Linked DNA regions of Mus musculus: all the other regions are linked to region 2. A link is a contact called in public Hi-C and promoter capture Hi-C data. All regions are on one chromosome and are shown on one strand. Each heading gives the region's core, a stretch centred on a gene start, on an enhancer-like site or on the middle of the called end of the contact. The rest is flanking DNA. Distances are from core to core; before and after follow the strand shown. Region 1 has its middle 360 kb from the start of Mir6343. Region 2 has its middle 110 kb from the start of Slc4a3. Region 3 overlaps Epha4 (Eph receptor A4).

Region 1 (3,355 bases), core at 196-2,695, 1.2 Mb after region 2:
CCCCAATGTAGGAGCTAGAGAAAGTACCCAAGAGCTGAAGGGGTCTGCAACCCTATAGGTGGAACAACAATATGAACTAACCAGTATCCCCAGAGCTCATGTCTCTAGCTGCATATGTAGCAGAAGATGGCCTAGTCGGCCATCATTGGGAAGAGAGGCCCCTTGGTCTAGCAAACTTTATATGTCCTAGTACAGGGGAATGCCAGGGCCAAGAAGTGGGAGTGGGTGTGTAGGGAGCAGGACAAGGGGAAGATATAGGGACTTTTGGGATAGTATTTGAAATGTAAATGAAGAAAAAAATCTAATAAAAAAATTAAAAAAAAAAAGAATGAAACCTGCTCATCAAGTAGTACGTGAACTTTTAAGTCCATTAGCAAAAACTGCCCTTCTCTTCGAAAAGAAGAATCTCGTTTACTAGCCTGCCATTGTTTTGCCCCAACTTTTAGCTCTGTGGAGCATGACTTCACATCAGCATTGCCAGTGACTCAAGGCAGCCGAACTGCACTTTGGGAACCTAGGCTTTAAATCATGAGGCTGATGTGTTCACAGACAATTGGGAGCAACGTGTTTCACACACATGTGCTGTTCACGAGTGTTTTATAAGACATTCCAATCTATCTTCACCACTGCTGTGCCATAGTATTAACCTGATTTATTTCTTTGGATTAAGGTAGTGACATTCTTTCTTTTATGACCCCTCTATAACTTCAAATCTCACATGAATTCTAGAATATACTTTATAAATAAGCCAAGCTGCTGTTACACAATAGACAAGATTTTCTCTTTTTTCTTTTTGCTCAACCTCCATGCTCTATAATATCTTGCACTTTAAGTGTATCTGAAGTGAATTCTATAGAGACCTAAGTACCTGTAGGAAAACAAAAGGCTTGAAAATGCCGAGACACTGAATTATTCAGTGTATAAGCACCAACCCTTCAGGCTGCATCAGTTCTTGTCATATTTGCCTATGTCCTCAGAAGTGCATGCATTATTGATATCCATTCCTATGGACTGATTCCAGTCCTACATATTGTGGTGGTCTGAATGTCCTTGTGTACCCAGTTGGTGGCACTGTTTGGGGAGATTTAGAGGCCGGAGCCTTGTTGGAGGAAGCATGTTGCTGTCAGGGGGGGGGGGGGGGGGAGGAGGAAGGCTTTGTGATTAAAAGCTTCATGCCACTTCCAGTTTGTTCTCTCTACAGTTCAAGGTGTGAGTGCTCAGCTTCCTGCTTCTGCTGCTTACAGCTCTGCCTGCTGCTTGCTGTCCTGCCTCCATACAGTGATAGATTCTTATTCCTCTGGAGCTGCAAGCCCAAACACAATCTTCTTTTCAGTTGAATGATCATAATGTCTTATGCCAGCAACAGAAATGTAACTAATACATTCATATATGCATGCGCATGTGTGCACAAATATGCTAATAGAAGCGGGGCGGGGTTACAACAGCCTAGAAGCTTGAGTAGAGAAGAGATACTCATTCCACAGTTAAATGCAATACCAGCATGGTATGTGGCACCATGAGAGAACATTCCTGGGATGAAGATATTGGCTTAAGAAAAAGTAAGGATAACAGGTAGAGTTAGGAATGCCCTTTAACATACCGCCTAGCTTTGCTAAGGAATGGGTCCATCACAACGACTTTCCTCCCTGACTTAGTATTATACAACTATTACCATTGCTGAAAATAAGAATGTATCCATTTTGGGCATTAAGACACTGCCACCCACACCCATATGTGCTAATTTGTTTCCTGCCAAAACATGTCTTTTGAATCATGTAGGCTTGTGGAAAGGGAAAAGAGAACGAACGGGAAGCATGCTCAGTGGAATGTAGAAAAATATTCATGAAGTCATGGCTCTGTGACTTCCCACAGGAAGTTTTGGCTCTTACTTTTAAATTAACCTGCCCAGGTGCTGCTTAGAGGCTGTTAGATTATGGAGATCAATTCAAAATGCCCATGGGGATGGCTTTTGTAGTTGAGATTTTGAGTAAGAGCAGATTGCTATGTGGTTAGCAGAAGAGGCAGAAACTATGTATCTCAGTGACCAATTTGTTTAAGAGACACGGGAGTCTAGAGTCCTTGCTCAGACAGGGACAAACAAAACAAGAATGAACCCTGCAGATCACACCCAAACCTTCAGGGTAAATCTGAACAAAGAACAGACTATAATTTTTTTTTCCTAATGCATCTGGGTGTAAACCACCCACCCCTCCCCTTTGCCAGAAACCATCATGTTTATAGGCATGTTTTACTGGGAATCCGCTGCTTCTCACAATGTTTCCTGAACAACTGCCGGCGTAAAACTACATCTGGAAATGACAAGAACCCAGTTGTCGATCTGGAAGTCAGTGTGCTGTAATAGCTTACAGCTACAATATGGCTGTCTTGCAGAATGCCAGAGAGTTCCAAAGACACAACCCAGCTGTATTCCTCTGAAAAAGTGTTATGCTTTCTCACGATAAAGGACAAGTTTAAGAGGTTTGCCATATCTCCTGTCAACCAAGTAGACCAGGATAGATTGAACTCGTTGCATCTTGAACAAACCAGTTATCTTAGAAATTTTGAGAACTGGTTTGGAGCTACCACCACGAATGCATGGTCTGAAAACATGTAGAAATTGGGTGAATCACAGCCTTACAGAAACTGACTGGGTATTGGGCCTGTTGAGTCAAGTATCTCTCTGGATGATGAACCACCCACCCAAAGATTCACAAAATGCCATCCTTGGGAATTATCTTGCACATCTCTGTTTTTGAGCCCTGGATGGGTAAGGTGATGCCCATGCAGATCCCAAAGAGATAATAATCTATGCAGCAAGAATGTTGTCTTCCAATGCACTTGTTTCAATGGGCTTCTTCCAAAGTTCATGCATTAGAGCCTCCTGGCCAGTATACTGGGGCCTTTGAAAGGTAGGGCTTCTAAAAGAGGATGAGGTCATGAGATCATGACTTCTTTCTCTCTTCTTAATGGAATTAAAGCCCTTTACAAGAGGGTCTACACAGAATTTAATTCTTTTTTACCTTTATACTGTGAGAGACTCAATAGATGTCCCCTGCCCCGCAGATGATACAGTTTTAAGGTGGCCCTTTAGAAGGAGAGACTGAATCTTATGCTAGATATTAAACCTACTAGAGCAGTTATTCTCAAACTTCCCAACGTCATGTCCCTTTAAAACAGTTCCTCTTGCTGTGGTGACCCCACCCATAAACTTACTTTGTTGCTACTTCATAACTGTAATTTTGCTGCTATGATGAATCTTAATGTAAATGTCTAACAGGCAGGTTATCTGATATGTGACCCCCCAAGGGCATCGTGACCCATTGGTTGAGAACCATTGCACAAGAGCATTGATTGC
Region 2 (3,331 bases), core at 90-2,589:
TGTAAACACATCATGTCATTGTAGAGTTGGGAAATTGACCAGAGGCTGGGGAAAAAAAAATCTCACTTGGCCAGCAGAGGTCACTCTTTCTCCTTTATCGATCCCAGTAACCGGCTTCTGAGTGTTTAGTCAAAGGTGTTTTGAGCTTGAAGCTCAGCCAGAGGCTGTGGAAATAATACACATCATCAAGGCGAGCTCTGCTTTCTTACACACATGCACGCACACATGCACGCGCGCGCGCACACACACACACAGACAGACACAGAGTTTAAATGTTTTACTCTAGCTGGACAACTCACATACATATAATAAGAGCCACTCGGTTATGCATGTTAATGCATTTCTTTAATTAATCTGTTTCATCAACTATTACTCTAATGCTTACTGGTGCCAGCTCCAATTCTGCCCAGTTCTCTGACTTATGAACCAAAGCTTAGATTTCTATAAATACCTGCAGGTGACTGGCATGAACCTTTAGAGAGAGTTTCTGCAGAGGAACCAGGAACTAACTAGGACCAGGCTGTATTGAACCCTGGCCAAGCAGAGAGGCCAGTGCCAGGCACTGAGGGTTAAGCTGGAGAGGTACATACCCTACCCTGGCTTCTGTGTTTGGCTTTGTTATGGAAACAAAAGCATATGCTAGCAGTTCTTTCGAAGGTTGGGCCATAGAATGAATTTAGATGAATTATACATGAATATCCAAAGTATAGGCCAGTCATAAGTATCTATAGATGGTCACGACAGCTGAGTGATGGAACTGTCTAGTAGTGAGGTAAACCACTCAGCGTTTGTCTGGCCAAATCATTAAAAGTATTTCAGTAATTCATTTTTAATATCTTTCTTTATGGGGGACATAGTGGGCATTTTTAGGAAGTGCCTGGGAAAGTTGAGCTTTTGGTTTGCCAATGATTAGCTAAGATCTTTTCTAACTCTTCCATCCCATCTCCTCCTTCCCCCTTCCCTCCCTTCCTGTAGCACCCCCTTCCAGTCCTTTTCTGTCCCTCCCTTCGATTCCCCTCCCCCACTCTTTTTCTTTCCTGAAATACCAATTTCATACAGAATTTTAAAAACGTGGTGGAAATCTGAGATTCTCCGTGGCTGTTTTTCCTTTGGCCACCAGGTGGCGCCATCACAGTGCGCCGGGGTCTAGGCAACCCTTCCTAAAGAACGGAATGTGTCTCTTCCTTAGGTGGTGGGTAGCTTAATGACTAGGTCCGTAGCTCCCTGTAGTGCCTGCGAGGAGCTGCATCCAGGGGAGGAAGATCTATTGGGCTTCCTCACATCGCCCTCTGAAACCTTGGTTTCTCTGGTCTGTGGTTTTGTGCTGGGCCAGCTGCCATCTGCTTACCCAGAATGCCTTGCAAAAGTGTGCTGGAGCCAGCTGGTGTACTTGCTAGAGACTGGTTAAGTAGCCAGGAATTTTGTGAACTGATTGTTGGACCATTGGCAATTAGACATCAGCCTTGGTGGGCGTATTTGAGGCACTAAAAAATCACACGACTTCGTCCTGTTTGCTGATGTATGAGTACTCTTGCCTTTGTGACCCTCGGTTGTATCCAAAACCAACCAACCAATCAAACCATAGTCCCCTGTTGCCTGACGTTAAAAGTGTCAAATTAAAAAAAAAATGCAAATATTTGTAGGGAAGGAAAAAAATTCCTCCTTTTTCTTATCTTTCTTTAAAAGCTTTGAAGCAAAAGTTGTTTCTTTTTAAATGATCAAGTATAGATTTCTGCTCTTCTAGCTAGAGTTTAGTCAAAAGCTGAGGGGATTATTCCAGCTTTCAGCCTCAATCCGATTCCTCTCCTGAAATTAACGTTTGGCCTAGCTATTTTTCCTTCCTGTCTCCCCAGTTTTATTTAACATCCCTTTATCGCCCTCACACTGTGAAACTCTGGCCTCCTGAAGGTGTGTGTCCCCTGACATTGTCCCTGGCCTAGACACCAGTCTTTACCAGTCCTTTAGGACTCAGAAAGCCGTCCAGGTGTAGGTGCACCTAGGCCGCATGCGCTCATGGAGTGCTTGTCAGGAACGATTGTCGTTTTCCGGTTCTCCACGGCGACATTGTTTTACTCCCTGATAGGCCGAGCCTGGACTCCACGGCACGGCTCCGACTGCTTCGGAGGCAAACTCAAGGGAGAAGACAGTCAGTACCCATTGCCTGGGTACTGAGCACTGTTCCTCCTCAGGCTGAGGAGGGCGCACCTAAGTTGGTGCCAGCATTGGAGGGAGGTTGTGGAAGCAGAGGCTTAGAGCTGCTGTGGGGAGAATCCTGTTGAGGACGCTATCACAGCTTCTGCTATAAAACCATTGTCTAGACGATGGTTCACTCCTGTTTGTTGACTGCCTCAGCGAGCCTCATCCCTTGGGCAGAACATTTCTTTTGCACAGATGTTGCATTAGCTGCTCAGGGTGCCATAAAGAGACTTTGCACACTGGGAGGCTTAAGTGACTGGCATTTATATTCTCTCTGTGGAGGCGAGAAGCCCCACAAACTTAATTTATGGTGAGGGCTCTCTTCCCAGCTTCTAGATAGCCTTTTTTCCCCCCTGTATGGCCATGGAAGGGTCTTTCTCCATGGAGTGTCTATTAACTCTTCCTACAAGGACACACTACTAACGGGTTAGGGCCCTAGGACTCCATGAACCTTTAATACCTCCCTAAAGCCCGACATCCAAATAAGTCTAACTGGGGACTAGGGATGCAGTATACAAACTACTGTGGGCCCACAATTAAGTCCATAGCAAATGGCAACTGATGGTTTTAAAAACATTTGGAGCAAGAAGAAATGCGAGGACATAGTCTCCTTTAATCACCGTCTCAGGTTTACCAGATGTATTTAGGAAACTCTTCTACCTGGTCCAATTGCTGCTAGTGTGGGGTAAAGTCATGATTTTTTTTTTCCTGCTTCCCCATGTCCCCATAAGGAGGACCGAGACCTCGTCCTCATTCTGATCCAAGCTTCAATTACCCTTCAGAATTTCCCCACTCACAATTAATGCTTACCCATTTGTAATTAAATAATAAATCTGTGTCATAATTTGAGGAGATTTCCGGTGGCCAACTGAAACAGCGATGGGATTCATAATTCCTTAAAGGCAGAGGCATGCTCTTTCTAAAAACTCTCATAAAATAGTGGATTTAAAAAGTTCTCTGTATTACCTCCTATTTTCTTCTTGCCAACTGATTTTTTTTTTCCTCTGATTCCCTTGTCTTCGTCTGGTTGAAGACACAAAATAGAGTGTAAGTCGAAGAGCATGCGTGTTTGTGAACTTTTTATTCCTCTCTAAGTGTTTTTCTTAAAAAAAAATGATTCCTATCTCTCTCTTGA
Region 3 (3,765 bases), core at 429-2,928, 1.7 Mb after region 2:
ATGTCTTCAAATTAGGACAAAAAATTTTTTTTCTTATGAAAAAAAAAAAAAACAGAAGAAAGTTATTGTGATGTCTTGATTTGTTTTTTTTATACAGAATCAATCCAATCCTTGAAAAGCTTTCATGTTTGATCTAAATTATTTTCATTTGTATTATCTTCCTTTTACATGAATACTTTGACAAAAACTAATTTTACAGCAATCAGTTTTGTGTTTCAATAACTTGTCTCTCTGACCTTCCTCTTGTATCTGTCAGTTCAGTTGTCTCTGAGTGAGATTCAGCAACTGTTTACAAGGTCGAATTCTCCTAATTTTGAGTTAATAACATTACCACATAGAATTTTATATCTGTCATTAAGTGGGGGGGGGGGGAGAGGTAGCACCACAGCATTTGTTGTTAAACAAAAGTCAAATCATTTATTAGTAATTTCAGCCTAGGCATGTCATGAACAGGGTTCCAACTGACTGACAAGGTCAGAAAACCTCAAGGTGAAAATATCTCCCCTGGGTGTCAGTTAGTCACTGCCTGGCTTGTTCTGAAGTCTCCGTTCTCTTTGGAGAATAGCACAGTTGCCTAATTTTGTGCTAAGTCATGTCCCGTATTCTATTATATCCTATTATCATCAATAATGACAGGCATTATTTAAGTACTATTATCAAGAAAAAGTTCAAAACTGAAAAAAATATATGCTGTGACTCAACCTGTTCTATTCCTTGGTACAAGACAGGCATTATGCAGTACTAGTGGCAGAAGAGCTTTTCATATCGATCTAAATGCTAAGAAAAGTGCCAAATACCAAAAGAAAGAAAGAAAGAGAGAAAGAAAGAAAGAAAGAAAGAAAGAAAAAAAGAAAAAAGGAAAAAGAAAAAAAATAAAAAGACCTTAAAAATATCTCTGCCCTGCTTCTCCCCACAAAAGGACACAGATGAAGGCAAGAAAGTAGGGAACATTCACCCTGGGAACTGAAAAAAAAAAACTGTTAGACCTGGAAAGAAGGCTTGGGGGCCATTTTAATCTTTCCAAGAATAGGGCAAAAAGATAGCCTCCACATGTTAGAAGATGTCCTTCTTCAAATAATAAAGTTATCCACGGTCCCAGCTAAGATGTAGAGTTTAGCCACATTTAGTGTTATTCCAGAGATTGATGCTCACTCAAAGCAAGCCCAAGTCTTATCATTTTTGACATAACAGTCTAAACAACAGGCCTTTCTACCCTGATCTACACCAGATGAGTCTTGTGTCTAGGTGTTGTCCTGAATCTGTTGACAGGAAATCCTATTCTTTTAAGGAAACTTCCTGGTGAATCATGGCTCTGGGACCTTTCCTTTTTTTTTTTTTTTCTTTTTTTTTTTTTTATTTCACAGACCAATCAGCTTCTTCAGGCTCAGAGTAATTGAAGAAGTTACCCAGGTTGCAGAGCTCAGAGGTAGCCTGTGACTTTGCAAAGCAGGAATCAGGATGCACTGCTCTTGCCTGTCACAAATGATGCGGTCCCTCATACATCATTACTAGTAACCATGACAAACCTGGAACTCTCCGACCCTGTCCTCTTCAGGCTGTTGGGATTGCGGATGAGTTTGTCCAGCATGTTGACGATCTGCCCAAATTTAGGCCTGTCACTTCTCTCTTTCTGCCAGCAGTCCAGCATTAACTGATGGAGGGCAATGGGGCAGTCCATTGGAGGGGGTAGCCGGTACCCTTCCTCGATGGCTTTGATCACCTAGAGAAGACAAAAGGACACTGTGGTGAGCTGCCAGCAGGCTAAGCGTGGGCACAGCTCCAACTCCTTTACAGAAGCCAAAGCTAGGTATTGCTGGCAACGGGGGAGAAAAGCCAGCTGTTAAATGGAAGTGATGCCAATCTCAAACTCGAACGAAAGATGCATTGATATTCCAAAGTGATTAGGACCCAATTAGATCACAGCATGGTGTCGGAGCTTTGGTGACAGCCCTCCAACATCACAGGGTCCTGTCTGCACTCCACCATTCAGCTTCGGCACATCTACACACTCCAGTGAAAGCCACCAGTGCCAGGCATCCTTGAGGAAGTAATTCCAAATTGGAAGTCCCTAGGCATCATTTCAGCCCTGTGTAACCTCACTCAGTAGCTACTGTATCAGCATCAGTGCCTAGTCATTTTCTCTATAGGAGATCTGCACTCTTATGCATCAACTGGGTCTGTCTTGGCCACAGTCCTCTGCTGATGAACTCTATTCAAAGTGCTAATAAGTCAATTCTTGAAAATATATTCGAATCCATTCATATTATAAGGCAGATCCTGTGCATTAAAGGAAATTTCAGTGGTAGGTGTCTATTGTCTTATTGTTCAAGGCCATTTGGTGTCGTTTGTCTTCCTGCTTAATTAGATACAGGAACCATTCTTCTCTTCTAATTTAGTCCTTCTCATGTGTCTTCACAGACAGGACATTGGTTCTCTTCCAGTCTCCACCCACATCCCTCTTGTTTTCTGAGATAGGATCTAACAACGTAGTTCAGTTTGCTGGCCTCCCAATGGACATCTTCCTGCCTCAGCCACCATGCTTGGCTCATACTACCTTCACACTGACTTTTTCTATAATCCCCTCCCCACTGGGACCCGAATCCAGTATAGGTGATTTGGCAGGAAAGACTCCGGCCAACTTTAGGAGGGGGAACTCTTCACACAGAGTCTCAGGCATAATAAGCCTTGTTAATGAGCAGCCTCAGATATTGGAAGCAGTTTTGTTTGATACCTTAAGCCTTTTTATTTGTCATTTTCTTTTTCTTTGCCCCTCCCCAAATGATCGCTGCCCAGAATTCAAAGTACTGCGGCCATCCCATAACCACACTGGATCTGTCCCTCAAGGGGCTATTGACTGTTGAGAAAACTGGCCAGGGCAGAAAACAGTCAGTTCGAGTAGATCTCGATTCTAGGCATAAATTTGACGGCTGTCTTTTCAGCCAGCACATGGCTTCAGTCTAGCAATCATCATTTGATGGAGGACCACCTCCCCAAGTATTTTTCAATATTTTACTGTATCCGAATTATGTGCTTCTCCTTCTAAAAGAGATGTTTCTGCTCTACCTCCTGTAAGGTCTTTGTATTTAATTTTAATTTTGGCAAGCACATTAGGTCAGTTTGAGCCTCTTATTCCTTTTATCTTTCCAAATGCATGGTATTGACTTTGGAGTTGATGAAAGCATTCTCCGTTGATGAGGATGCAGAGAGCACTGGGCTGATGCCTGGAGAACTCACACTGGTGAGCATGCGCTCTCTGCGCTCTCCCAGGCTCCTTACCCACGCATGGCCAGCTGGAAAGATGGCTTTTAGGTTAACAAAGCATGTTTTTCAGCTCACTGCTGAATCTCTTGGGTGGGGAAACCATTTCTTTCTTTAAAAAAAAAATTACTAAGTTTTGTGTGTTTTCCCTGGTTCTGTCATTGTATTTGTCATTGCCCAGTGATGTCATTTACATTTCCTAATGATTCCCCAAATCCAGACAGACAATATATAAATGATATTATCAGTATTATTTGTGAGCAAGAAACGGCCACAAAGCCACCCAAATGCAAAGTATTGCTCTACAGAAATAAAGAAACTGTCAAAATTATGAAGTCTGAGAATAGGTAGGGCAGCAGTGTTGTTCACTTTCATAGACACACATTTATCTGGGACTCTCAATTGAAATAAAGGAAGGTTAATGACAAACAACTCATTATGTGAAGTCAAGCTCACCGTGCTCTGAGGGACTGAATCCAAACACTATTGAAAGAGAATTCTTGAAGA

Evidence for each region. Promoter capture Hi-C pulls out the DNA fragments that hold promoters and counts their contacts. A called contact is a pair of places that touch in the nucleus more often than the background predicts.
Region 1: a promoter capture Hi-C map of hippocampal neurons shows a contact between it and region 2, with 6 times the contacts expected there. The contact joins two enhancer-like sites. A contact is called at or near these places in 1 of 39 promoter capture datasets (hippocampal neurons) and 1 of 484 Hi-C or Micro-C datasets (ventral hippocampal neurons).
Region 3: a contact with region 2 is called in a Hi-C map of forebrain, with 4 times the contacts expected there. The contact joins two enhancer-like sites. A contact is called at or near these places in 6 of 484 Hi-C or Micro-C datasets (cerebral cortex, cortical neurons, forebrain and 1 more).

Annotation. Positions count from the first base shown.
Region 1 is chr1:76,871,701-76,875,055 of GRCm38.p6, forward strand. No RefSeq gene overlaps it. Among named protein-coding and RNA genes, the nearest start is that of Mir6343, 360 kb to the left of the region's middle. Within about 2 kb of position 1,446, at least 15 of the 459 cell types and tissues checked have an H3K27ac peak or open chromatin away from gene starts, as enhancers often do. A contact at or near this core is called in hippocampal neurons, where this site is marked.
Region 2 is chr1:75,652,627-75,655,957 of GRCm38.p6, forward strand. No RefSeq gene overlaps it. Among named protein-coding and RNA genes, the nearest start is that of Slc4a3, 110 kb to the left of the region's middle. Within about 2 kb of position 1,340, at least 60 of the 459 cell types and tissues checked have an H3K27ac peak or open chromatin away from gene starts, as enhancers often do. A contact at or near this core is called in cortical neurons, forebrain and hippocampal neurons, where this site is marked.
Region 3 is chr1:77,375,888-77,379,652 of GRCm38.p6, forward strand. Epha4 (Eph receptor A4) reads right to left here. Exons shown (of 18, transcript NM_007936.3): 15 at 1,527-1,720. Among named protein-coding and RNA genes, the nearest start is that of Mir6352, 120 kb to the right of the region's middle. Within about 2 kb of position 1,679, at least 6 of the 459 cell types and tissues checked have an H3K27ac peak or open chromatin away from gene starts, as enhancers often do. A contact at or near this core is called in cortical neurons and forebrain, where this site is marked.